Linked DNA regions of Triticum aestivum: regions 1 and 2 are each linked to region 3. A link is a contact called in public Hi-C data. All regions are on one chromosome and are shown on one strand. Each heading gives the region's core, a stretch centred on a gene start, on an enhancer-like site or on the middle of the called end of the contact. The rest is flanking DNA. Distances are from core to core; before and after follow the strand shown. Region 1 holds the start of LOC123086943. Region 2 holds the start of LOC123086946 (GEM-like protein 1). Region 3 holds the start of LOC123086941 (CBS domain-containing protein CBSX3, mitochondrial).

Region 1 (4,370 bases), core at 1,330-3,829, 130 kb before region 3:
TATCAAACATGGCCTTAGACCACTGCCACAGAGGAGTAATAACGTACTCCCTCCGTTCCGAATTACTTGTCTTGGATTTGTCTAGATACAGATGTATCTAGCTAGCTAGATACATCTGTATCTAGACAAATCCAAGACAAGTAATTCGGAACGGAGGGAGTACGTCCATAGCTGGACTGTCGTTTCAAGGTGGTGCAATCCCATTTTAAAATGATCAAAATAGAGGTCTTGATTAATTCGTCTTTGGCAGAAGCTTGTTGGACCATCACATACAAAACAAGTGCTTCCTCGAACTTTCGCACTAGTCCTTTTTTTCAATTCAGGAGCTCTATAGATTACTTAGTTGTAAAACATTCGCGGGTAATACAATCACGGAGAAAATTTGGAACAAAGTTGATCCAAAGACATCTCTGACGAACCTCACTAGCTTGATGAGCACAGAGATGGGCTGTCATATTGGCTTCCCTGCGAACAAAAGATATACTAAAACTAGCAAAGTTCCCGCATAGCTCCTTGACCTCCTGCATAGGACATGCAATATCAGCCCTTTCAAATGCTTGGTCTTCCACGAGTTGACAACTTGCAAAGCATCAGTCTCGATTTTGATCCGCTGCCATCCCATGTCGCTCGCTAACCGGACCGCATCACGAATTGCATATGCTTCCATCATTCTAGCAGAAGCGGCAAATTCGTACCATCTGGATTGTGCCCGAATAAGGTTCCCATTTGTACCACGAACAACACATCCGGTACCCCCATGACCTGCAGCCTCCCATTACTAAGCATCCACATTCAGTTTTAGAACATTTTCATCCAATGGCTTCCAGCAAGCCTGCACCCGCGGACTAGACTTTTGTTGTTCCTTCCCAAGTTGTGATAAATCTACTGCAATATCTATTGCCCACTGGATAGATTTTGCAATTGATCGTCGCTGCTCCCCATGTCTTCTGGCATTGCGCTCAGACCAAACTGACCATGCCCCGCATAAGATCGTACATGCTGAAAAGTGATCCACCTTACCTCCCTGTATCATATCAAGGGGCCATGAATCAGGATGAAGATTTAGAATTTTAATCCCAGTGCGTATCTTCATCTGCTCTCAGAACCTGCGAGCCCAATTGCAAGTGAATAGAGCATGGTATGTAGTTTCTTCAACACCACAGTCCTCACAGTAAGGTATTTTCTCGATATGACGATGTTGCAGCACAACCCGACACGGAATAAAGTTGTGAATAACTCTCCACCAGAAACATCTTACTTTGGGAGGAACCTCCATTCGCCAAAGTATTTTAAACGCCTTATAGTACCCATTGTCCGAGCCTGACGCCTGGGTCATCCTACCCTGTTCCTCAGTCAACAACTTATAAGCCGACCTCACAGAGAAAATGCCCATCTTATCAGGTTGCCATGCCCAGAAATCCTCTCCCGCATTGACTGGAATTCGCAGGATAGCTTCAGCATCAATCACAGTAAAATTAGTTCTCACACATTCCTCGTCCCATGTTCTGCTATCTACATCCAGTAGCTCATTAACTCTATTAACTGCAGCAAGACGAAGCTTTACTAAGGTCTTGTAATTATAGTTGGCTGGGATCCACGGATCATCCCATATTTTAATTGATTCGCCATCACCGACCCTCTTGATTAGGCCCAGCTCAAGAGCTTCTCTACCAAACAATATGGCGCGCCATGTGTGTGAGGATCCCCTTCTTCTTGTAGCGGTCATGAAGTCTTTGCCGTTATAATACTTCCCTTTCAGAAGTCTTGCACATAGCGATTCGGGATTAGTCAATAGCCTCCATCCTTGTTTAGCTAACATGGCTTTATTAAATAACTGGAGGTCCCTAAAACCCATTCCACCAACACATTTAGGTACCGCTATATCCTGTCACTTTTTCCAATGCATCTTTCTTTTTACTCCGTCTCCTCCCCACCAATATTGCGCCACCACACTAATAATTTTTTTGCATCGACATGGAAACCGCACGTCCGAATGGAAAACGAACACGTCAAAAAAAAAATGGAAAATGGGTACGCGAGCCAGCCCGTGCCTCACGTGGGCCAGCCGGGTCCGCGCACGCCTGGAGCACGTCCGCAAGCAAGGAGAGAGAGCACGACGCGGTGGCACCGGAATCACGAGGGAAACGAGACGCGCGCGGGCGACCACCGACCTACCAGGCCACGCCTCACCCAAGGCCCACGAGGCCTCGTCACGCCCATCGCGAGGCGCACAGCCGCACACGGCGCATCCGACGTGTCGCGCGGCGCCGACCTGGCCCCCCACCCCCGCGGGCAAACCCCCTTCCCGCCTCGCGCCCGCTGCGTGCCGGAGCGTGCCCCGGCTCGCTCCCCACGCTCCCATCCCCCACCACCACACCAAACACCGATCCAAGCCAATCAGCAACCCGTATCGCCCCGCAGGGACGCCCACAGGTCCCTTCTCGGCGCAGCGGATCCCGAAACGGCGTCCACGTAGGACGCCACGGGGGCGGAAGCGTGTGAAGGGAGGCAGGCAAGTCGTCACGGCTCGGAATCCTCTACCGTGCAGGCTTCCCCTTCCTCCATCTCGGACCTATTTGTACGCGCAACTCACGCTTGACGCCGCCGCAAAGCGCGAGCCCGCCCCGTCGAGTGCAGCTGCCACCATCATCGTCATCATCTATTTACCACCGACCGATCCCCGGAGCCGTCCGTCCGTCAGACCGAAGGTCGTCGCTCGCCCGCGTGAAGAGGAGGGAGGTCGCGCGCCGGTCGATGGCGGCAGCGGCGGCAACCTCCGTGCGGGGGTGCGGCCCGGCGTCGGCGTCGTCGGTGGGGCTCTCGCCGCGTCGGGCGGTGCAGCGGTCGTCCTTCCTGCCGCCCCTGCCGCGGCGGGCGTCGTCGGCGCGCGCGCTGCGGGCGGCGGTCGCGGACGCCCCGCACCGGGGGCTGGAGCTCCGGCGGGAGGCGCGGGACGAGGCGGGGCTGCTGGAGGCCGTGATCGGGGGCGACGGCGGGGACGAGGTGGAGGAGGCGGTCGGGGAGGAGCGGGTGGAGGGGTGGATGCGGGAGTCGATCGCGGAAATCGTGCGGCACGTCGGGGAGGCGCCGTTCCTGGTGCACCTGTTCAGCGACGGGCGGGAGGGCGTCACGGTGCGGCGCGAGCCGGCGTCGGTGGAGGCCTGGCCCGACGTGCGCCGCCGCTGGGGGCCTGGCGGCCAGCGCCGGCCCGACGGCATCATCCTGGTCGAGCAGGTGGCCGCCGCGGCGGTGGAGGACGGCGCCGAGGCGGCGCGCCAGGTGTGGGGCCTGGTGGTCCAGGCCCGCGGGATGGAGTGCGCCGCCTGCTACGTCCTCGACACCTGCCGCGTCCGCTCGCCCGCCGGCTTCTGCACCCACTTCTGCCTCGCCCGCGCGCAGTGCTTCGGCGAGCCCCTCGAGCTCCAGCTCCGCAACGCCTGGCTCAACCGCCTCTCCGGCCACCACCGACGATAGCCGCCGCCTCCGCCACCGCCGCCGATGTACCACTACTAGCATAGAAGAACCTCCCCCCGCCACCATTGATGCAACTGCCTCCGGTTCGGCTGGGAAGAACGGACCGAAGATTCATCGGGAAGCAAGCAAGAACCCCATTGATCGATGATTCTTTCTTGCCTTCACGCTCTAGCTTTTCCCCTGCGCGCGAGATGGGCGTATCGTGATCGAGTAATTGGAATCACGAATCCCGCCCGCGTTTGAACCTGTACAGATTACTGATTGTATTGCTTGATTATGAATTGAAAACCAACTGTTGATCATGAAGTTCTCTTGTTCTCGAGTTTCTTGGTTCGGTGCGAGTGAAGTTAGTTACTTGATTGATGCGTCTCGGTTATGCCATGGACGATCGAATCGAATGCGATCACGACGGCAATGCGTCTCGGTGACGGCTCGAATATTCCGATACGAGTAGGCTGCCGTCGGCGGCAACTGAGACGCGGTACGTCTCCTCGAGTAATTTAAAGTAGAGTAGGATTCGGTGATGATTGATGAGTGTGAGACATAGTTAATGGCAAGAACGTGGACTGCCGGGCCCATTCGGGATCCTTTTATCGCTACAGCGTTCGCGGCAGGTCGCGTCCGGTCCAATGACGCCGACGGCATGATTAGTGGTGGTATAATCTTGTGGCCAAGATCGCAAGTTCATCCGCCGTTCATACCAGTAGAGTATGGTGGTGGTAGTAATTTGCTTCCAATTTGACGGGTTCTTTGTCACAAGCGAGCAAACAAGACTATATAACCATGGACCAAGTCGTCTTCATCCACCATCCATAGTAGACTGGTGGTAGTCTATTGTGACAAAGAGACAGTCAATTTGGGAGCAAATTGCACCAGGCTGCTGTGGATGGTGGACG
Region 2 (4,625 bases), core at 37-2,536, 230 kb before region 3:
GTCAGGGACGGCGCTGCAGGGCGTCGGAGAGGTGCTTGAGCGCCTTGTCGTAGGAGACGAAGCCCATGAACCAGAACTCGTGGCTGTCGGTGGTGGCCACCTGGATGTACCGCTCCGACGGCCTCCACATGCTGGCCGACGGGCTCACCGTCCTCACCTGGTTCAGCGGAAGCACCACCTGCAGCGCAGCCGGTGAATGAGAGAGATTGTTGAGAGTGCCAAGTGAACTGAAGCTGATGAGAGAAGGGAGGATGCTTGCCTTGTAGTACATGGGCTCGGGCGGCTGGGTGGGGGAGGGGGCGTGGTAGGAGACGGGCGAGTCGCTGCAGAAGGCGAGGCGGGCGGTGGAGAGGTAGAGCGTGCCGATGACGGGGCCGGAGGAGGTGGAGAGGTAGCAGGCGTAGGCCTTGCGGAGCTGCTCCCCCGGCACGCCGCCGAACACCTGGTGGAACACCCGCTCGTGCCCGCCCTCCGCGTACACCTTGGTCCCCTGCGCCAGCCGCGCCACCGCCGCGTCCGCCATGTTCGGCGCCGTCCGGACTGCGCCAGGGCAAAACGTGCGGTGTCAGTGCGCGTGCATCATGATCCGAAGCAGGGATGAGTAATACTCACGGTGGTTCCAGATGTTGCCGGTGGTGTCGGCGGCCTTGCGGGTGCCGTCCTCCAGCAGCTTCCCGTACCGCCCCAGCGCCTTCATGATGGCTGCACTTGCAAGGCGGCGCCAGAGCACGCCGACGTCAGGATCGACGGACACACGAGAGTACAGAGCAGTATTGAGGAATCGAACGAGACGAGGGGTGTAGGACGGTTACGCACACTGGCAGGTGGACGGGGACGCGCTGGCCGGGGTGACTTGCACGTAGGGGTTGCCGGCGCCGTTGCTGGCCGCCGTGACGGCGACGGCCGTGGACTGCGGGCGCGCGGCCTGGCCGCCGTGCGTCGGGTACCCCGCCGGCGCCGGCGCGGGAGCCTGCATCGACGCCATGGCACGCGATGAGTTTAGTCTGGTTCTGCAATGAAACGGGCTGGAGCTCTGCCTTATGCGGATTGGCGACGGATGAGGAGGAATGATGCGGTGCGGTGGGCGGCGGGCGGTGGCGGGGGAGAATCAATCGGAGGTAGTGGCGATGGGGCGAAGGTTCTCTGGGCCTGGCGGCTGGCGCGTTTACTTTTTGTAAGGATCGGGGGAAAGGGGAAAGCGAGGAGTGCGGTGCGGTGCAGCTGATCGAGATACAGTACGCCAGCAGACATGTGGTATATCTGGGATCTCCGCGTGCGACTGCCCCTCGTGCGCCATGCCGTGCCGTGCCTTCGCAACAAAGGAAAAGAACGGCCATGGCGGCCCGACTGAACGTGCAGCACTGGATCATGGTGAACGCCATACGGAATCCGGTTCCATTTTAGAGGGCACATATTCTAGGTTCGGCTCTGAAAGCGATAAGGGCCCAAGTCTCTACTTCTAATGGAGCAGTTGATAGTCTCCGCCGGTCAATTTTCGTCCCACCATTTTCGTTTGGTTTTTTTCGTAGGTTAACCTTCGTAGATTTTTTTTCGTCGTTTTTTTCATCTGGTTTATTTTTGTCTCACCTTTCATTATTATATCCTCACGGTAATTTTTTTCACTCTCTCATTAAAAACTTTCTTAACATTTGCAAACTTTCCTAACCATGCATGTCACAAACGAGCAGGTATTGATATCACGTTACAAACAATAAAACCCATTTTCATGGAAATCAATTCAAATCCTAATTTCCTAACACATTGATTCTTACCTTTTCTAATCTCTACTCAGTTGGTAGGCATGTCACAAACGGGCAGGTATTGATATCACGTTATAAACAATAAAACCTATTTTTATGGAAATCAATTCAAATCCTAACTTTCCTAACACGTTGATTCTTACCTTTTCTGATCTCTACTCAGTTGGTAGGTGGTATCTTCGCTTCCTACTTCCAAACCTCGATCGCACAATCCCCGAGGATTCCCCACGATTCTGCACACACAAAAGAAACAAGCAAGAAAAACCAGCGTGACTGAAACCTACGAACCTATGTCCCTCTTCCTCCCCAGCCGCGAAGCGAAGCCGGTCGGCCGCCACCCATCGCGTGCGCCTAGGGTTCTCGATGGAGCCTGCGGCCTCCATGTCGTCGGCGAATAGGCGAAGGGCGGCCTCAGAGGCCCTGGAGTTGCAGCTACGGCAGAGGACGCTCGAGACCATGCTGGAGCAGTGCGGTTATCGAGACAATGTTCAGGAGTGCGAGGACGGGAATCCGGGCTAGGGGCGGACGGCTGGGCGGCGACATCAGCGACGGGGAGGGGCCACCCCCAGCGCCGGGGTTGGCGTATCCGAGGACAGTCCATGGTGGCTGCGGCGAGGGTGGGCTCATATCCCGTTCATGGAGCTCTCCCGGCACCGCCGCCCCGTTTCCCATCTCTTCCCGATCCGGCGCCGCACCATCGTCTCCTATCTCTCCCTGAAGTCACGATACTGGTGGTTGCCAGGGGCTCGATCCAATGAAACGCATGATGGTCGGACACTCCAGTGCGGATGCTTGCAAGGGCGTGCTGGCCCTCGCTTGGAAGGGGATGAGACCGTCAAGAAGTTAACTTGGTTGGCGAGAGACCAGGCGCAAGATGTGGTGGAGTGGAGACGACGGAGGTTATGGTTGGTGTGGAGATCACGTGCCAGCTGCTGGGAGGATCACGACGATGGCCTGTGTGTGTTCCAGGCATTGGGCTGGGTAGCAATGCAGGATGGCTATGCGACTTCCATGACGATGCAGACGGAACAACCAACGTTAGCATGGCCTTGGTTGGCTTGGGAAGGCTTCAAAAACTGTATATTGGTTTCATCTTGCTTTTTTTCTCTTTCACAAGTACATGTTCACTGATTCTATTTTTTAGTTGATGTTCTTTTGGTTTTAATGATGCATAAGGGTGTGATAAAAATGATTAGAAGTAATATACACTAACGTTAGGTTTAGCATTGGGGGTAACTTGGTAAGTAGTAACATTTTGTGGGTTCAAGCCATGCACCAGCAGAAGGATGCCATGCTGAGGAGTGTCGGATGTGGCCGGACCTCCAGTTTTCAAGGAAGATGGCGGGCGAGCCTCCACATCAGGGAAGAGATGAGGGGCTCCGGGGCACTTGCCAATGAAGCTTCTCTTTGTAGTTTCTGTGTGCCAAGTTTCAATGGTCGGTCTGTATATTTTTTTGAAAGCAGTTTGTGAATTCTGAACCTATTTGACTAATACTGAAGCCATCTCTTGTTTTCACTCCTTCTGAACCTAGCAAAATGACCTGCTTGGGCCGAACGAGGACATGGACATGGTGGTGGATATAAGAAGCATGGCAAACATTCAGCTACAGAGGAACATTATGAAAGGTATGTACGGTAACTCTAGCCATGCATGGCCACACACCAACATATGTTTTGCATTGTTGCATATGTTCTAACCTAAACAAACTTGTTTACTGTGAACTGAACAATGATGCGTCGTGATACAGAGGTTGGAGAGGCTGGAGGAGACCATATGCCAGCACAAAGCGCATCTTGATGGCCATCAATATGAGGAGCTGGACCTACCGACCAATTTTAATAAAATCAGACCCGTAAATCAGGCTAATTGCAAGCATCGGGTACTTGTTAGCTATCAATTAAATCTCTTGTCCTGCAAGAACATGTACTTATTTGGATGAGAGGACTGTAGCACGACTCAATGAAGAGCCAGATCGACCGTCCGCTCCCAGCGCACTCCCCGGTGCTGTCGTGCTGCCCTGTACACCAACCATCCAGTAAAGGTTCTGAGTTTAACATCTTTTCAGGAAGAAATTATCTATTGATCCACATGTTTGTATTTTGGCAGACATGAGTTACTTTATCATCTTTTAAGGAAGAAAATACTAGAGAGAAGAAAGCCCGGTTTTGCAAGTAGTGACAGTCCAACATCATATTGACAAATCTGGTTTCTCTTTCCATATACATAAGTGTATAATTTGTTTTGATTAAGAAAGAAATGTATACATGTTTTTTATATATGTATCTCCCCTATCTGTTTGTAGTAAAACCGACTTTGGTGTTGTAGTTTTCCTCATATTATAGTGCTATAAGTACTAACTCGCTTTAGTAGCAATATTTTCTACTCAGGTAGATGCCTGTTTCTGTCCAACCGTGGACCTATTATATTGCTTTGTTGTAAATTATTAAGCCTGAAACAATCAATGCATTTCCTGCAGCCTATCTCACGCAGGTAGATAGGTGTTGCATTCAAGCAAGCCACTACGCGCGATTAAATAGGTTCTACATGGATAGAGATATCCACTTAGTGCACATCTGTTGATATTCAAAAGGTAATTGACATTAGTTGAGATTCAAAAGGTACTTGATTTTTGTGAAAATTATCGGTTCATGTTGTGCCCATTTGTAGACTTTTTCTTAGTTTAAAAAAAATATTTGTATGTACAAGCCGAATTCAGGTGCGGTACAAGCCATGGTGCACTATATACTTACCAAGGGTGATGTGTTGTTGGTTCAAAAATTGTCGCAGTTAATAGCTTCGGCTTAATATTTGACACGGACTTGAACCATTTGTAGTGTCATTGTCAGGCTGATTATTGCTATGGA
Region 3 (4,087 bases), core at 1,190-3,689:
CATCTGTTGAAACTCTTTTTGTCACTCAAAATCATAAATATTTTCTACTTATGGAGTAATATGACCACTGGGCTAGAAGGGAAATCATACCGATTTGACAGCATCATAGACACTATCATCAGTGGTGCACCAGAGCCATGATCCATCGGCACTCTTCCCTTTAGACTTCAAAATGTCTGCAACAGTGCTGCTCTCAAATCCACTCTCCTCTATTTGAGCAGATGATACTGACATGAAGCGTGGGAACACAGCGGGCAGCATAGCAGGCTTCACAACACTGATGTGTTGCAGGACAGCAGATTTGAGCACACTGCCATGTGATCCGATAGCTTGAATTGCTCGCTGCATTTTGTTCTGTGTCAAATCATACATGAAGAAACAGTTACTTTATTTTTAACTAAGGGGATAACTGACTTGTGACTTCTTTGATATTAGAAAGACTATTTTCTTAGTTAGAATGGAGATGTTATAGATAGTTCTTTAAAGTGCAGTGTAATTTTTAATAATATAGACCAAACAATATCTATACGTCAGAAAAATTCAATTCAATCCCAAAAATGATTAGTAAATAATATCGTAAACTGATTCTTTCAAGAAGATGAACTTTTATAGCAGGCAACACATGATATTGGGAAACACTAACTGAATAGAATGTGAAAATGAGGTGAAGTGCATATGGGGAAAAGATGGAGCTTTGGTAATGACATGTAACTCAACTGCAGAAGTTTACACTAACATGAACCCAGGCTGAAAGTAAGTATTTGCAAACGTGTGCCTCTGTCATGAGCCAAGGAGCGCGCAAGTGGCGGTTAAAAAAGGTGTTCACAAGTTTTTTGGATCAGGCAATTTGCCTTCTCGGAACTGGGGCAGAACCAAAGTACATAGTAATACAGCACCGGAGAAGGTTGATCAATTAATACATGACTTCAATATGTGGGGCTGGCTAAAACTAAGGATGCTGTCAGACAAAGCAAAGAGACTAGCTCATAACCATACAATGGCAGTTGACCAACACATATAATAAAAAAAAAGAATGTGAAAGAGTGGATAAGTGGAAGCATTTGCCCAATAATGCAGCTGTGGTCTGCTCACCGTTCCACACAAACAAACAAACCTATCTCCATCCTACAGGAAACACCACCATATCAAATTAGAGCTAGTTCCTACTTCCTAGTGGGCTGATGCAGTGAAAATGATGCTGAGCTTATCTATCATTTTGTACACTAGCCAGTAAAGAGGTAGGAAAAACCGGAGGGAAGTAATTTATGCACAGAAAAATCCGTCGAATTAGTCCTCAAATTTTCTCTTGTTGAATCATCTGCTAAGAACTGAATCCGGCACGTCGGCATAGCCACGTAGCATGTCCTGCCCACTAATCAATCTCATTTGGACTTATATATACTTTAGAGAACCCACTATCAATATGTCCACCCACCCTACTTGATGTGATGTGTTAACACAACATCTTTATATGTCTCTGGCAGGACGTTTTCAGAGTTAGCAAACTATGAGCATTTATTTATGTCACAATCAAAGCAATAAGGAATCACCAACTAAGAGGGAATCCAACTGACGCCTTTCACCCGCAACACTGAACTCTATGCACTCCCAAGGTGCTCGATTCGGCGCTATCAACTCGCTCCCGGTGCAAGAACCGAACGAACAACCGGATCACGGGCCACAAAACAAGGTGGGACACGCCTACCTTGAATGAATCCTAGAACCAAATAACTTGTATTTCTTCTACTTGTGCAACCACGAACTGATTCTGATTGATGCGCAGGAACAGCACACTACAAAACACTCGCTAATCTGGACAGACAAAACTAAGGAAACCAGCAAAGGAAACAGATCAAGCGCACTAACAAACAGAAGAAATCACAGAAAAGAATGGAACGTACTTTCCGGTGACGGCTTTCCGCCTGCTTTCAGCGTCTCTTTCCTCCGCTAAATCTAAAGTGAACAGTGGCCGGCTAGCAGAATGAGATGAAAAACAACAGATCGTGGAGAAACCTAGAGGAACAACACCGGGAGCACACTCATCTGACCCTTCTGCTCGCTTCAAGATGACAGCACGCACTGTAGACGCATTTCTTTTAGAACTAACACTCCACAGATCGGTCATGAACTAGGCAGCTAGTACTATGGATCGACCCATCGCATGGATTTGGTTGGACCGGAGGAAGGGGGAGGAGAAGGAGAGGGAGAGGCCGCTTTACCTGCGTGGCCACGGGACTGAGCTTCGGTTGTGGGAGGAGCAGCGAGTTGCGGGGAGGAAGAAGATGGGGGAGGGACGCTTGTGATGCTGGGAGGCAGTGGTGGGGGGTGACGAGCGCTAATTAAAGCGACACTCCGCTGCTCTCGCGGTGAGGTGGTGGAGGCATGTGAGGCCACTCGGTCTTATCCACACGGCCCTGTCTGCTCTGCACTTTTGGTTCCATTCTCTTTTGTTTAACCTTTTGTTTTGGACTTTCCGTTCTCCAGTTTCAGTGATAGGGTTTCTCGAGGCTGGTACTCTACTATGCGCAGTTTCTTGTAAACAATCAGGGCCGTGCCAGAAATGACAGGATGCATACGGGCTTGTGTGTGTAAAACATAATATGTTGGGAACTTGCTCGACACCCTAAACGGGGTGTGGCTTTTTCATTATATAGAGGTACCAAGGGGTACAATACAATGTTATAATATTAATACACAGACTACATATATATACAGTCTAACACCCTCCCTCAATCTTAACTGTGGCCTGAAGTACACATCAAGTTAAGATTGTGCCTACAGCCTACAAACTGTGGTTGTGGAAGAGGCTTCATGAAGATGTCAACAAGTTGATCCTTTGATGAAATGAACTTGATACAAAGTAGCTTCTGTGCAACACGTTCCCGAACAAAATGATAGTCAACCTCAATGTGCTTCGTCCTAGCGTGAAACATTGGATTAGATGAAAAATATGTAGCACCAATGTTATCACACCACAGAACCGGAGGATGTGCTGAAGTAACTCTCAACTCTCTCAACAGAGACTGTACCCATATGATCTCAGCAGTGGCATCAGCAACTGCTTTGTACTCAGCTTCAGTACTACTGCGAGACACTGTGGCCTGCTTTCGAGCATTCCAGGCGATCAGGTTAGAACCCAGAAATACCGCATATCCCCCCGTGGATCGCCTGTCATCAGGACTGCCAGCTCAATCTGCATCTGAGAAAGCTGAGAGCTCACACGAGGGCGCAGGCTGAAGAAGCAAACCATAGGAGACAGTAAAACAGATGTAACGCAGAATGCGTTTCACAGCTGACCAATGAGATGTCCTGGGTGCATGAAGAAACTGACAGACACGGTTGACTGCATAGGAGATATCAGGCCTGGTAATAGTAAGGTATTGCAGACCACCAACGAGACTGCGATACTCAGTAGCATCCTCGGGTGAAAGAGCATCTCCATCAAGGGCAGATAACCGATCAGTGGCAGACATCGGAGTAATAGCATGTTTTCACTTCAGCATACCAGCACGACGCAGCAGATCCAGGGAGTACTTCTTCTGTGTAAGAGTCAAACCAGAAGAAGAACGTGAAACCTCCAGACCAAGGAAAAAATGCAAGGCACCCAAATCCTTGACAGCAAAGGCACCACTGAGTGCAACCACAAGACGATTAGCAGCAGCATGGGATGAACTGATGAGAATGATATCATCAACATAAACCAGAAGATACATCGTAACCTCAGGACGCTGAAGAAGGAACAGCGATGTGTCTGCAGTGGAGGGAGTAAACCCAAGTGCTCGAAGAACAGAGCCAAGACGAGCATGCCATGCACAAGGAGCCTGTTTTAGTCCATATAGCGCCTTAGTCAGACGACAGAGATGACAAGGGCGTGCAGGATCGACAAATCGAGGTGGCTGGCGCATATAAACCTCCTCCTCCAAAATTCCATGGAGGAAAGCGTTCTACACATCAAGCTGACGAAGAGACCATCCACGAGTGACAGCAAGAGACAACAGCAAGCGAATGGTAGTAGGCTTGATGACTGGACTGAACGTGTCTTCATAATCAAGACCATACCTCTGTTTGAAGCCCTTGGCAACAAGCC

What was found. A called contact is a pair of places that touch in the nucleus more often than the background predicts.
Region 1: a contact with region 3 is called in a Hi-C map of leaf, with 3 times the contacts expected there. The contact joins the promoter of LOC123086943 here to the promoter of LOC123086941 in region 3. A contact is called at or near these places in 3 of 5 Hi-C or Micro-C datasets (all in leaf).
Region 2: a Hi-C map of leaf shows a contact between it and region 3, with 6 times the contacts expected there. The contact joins the promoter of LOC123086946 here to the promoter of LOC123086941 in region 3. A contact is called at or near these places in 2 of 5 Hi-C or Micro-C datasets (both in leaf).

Annotation. Positions count from the first base shown.
Region 1 is chr4A:557,584,020-557,588,389 of IWGSC CS RefSeq v2.1, reverse strand. LOC123086943 reads left to right here and starts at 2,579. Exons shown (of 1, transcript XM_044508810.1): 1 at 2,579-3,780. The coding sequence starts at 2,755. The coding sequence ends at 3,474.
Region 2 is chr4A:557,682,037-557,686,661 of IWGSC CS RefSeq v2.1, reverse strand. It overlaps LOC123086946 (GEM-like protein 1), which reads right to left and starts at 1,286. Exons shown (of 4, transcript XM_044508813.1): 1 at 817-1,286; 2 at 613-702; 3 at 260-540; 4 at 1-178. The coding sequence starts at 985. The coding sequence ends at 2.
Region 3 is chr4A:557,450,248-557,454,334 of IWGSC CS RefSeq v2.1, reverse strand. LOC123086941 (CBS domain-containing protein CBSX3, mitochondrial) reads right to left here and starts at 2,439. Exons shown (of 6, transcript XM_044508808.1): 1 at 2,220-2,439; 2 at 91-354; 3 at 1-3. The coding sequence starts at 348.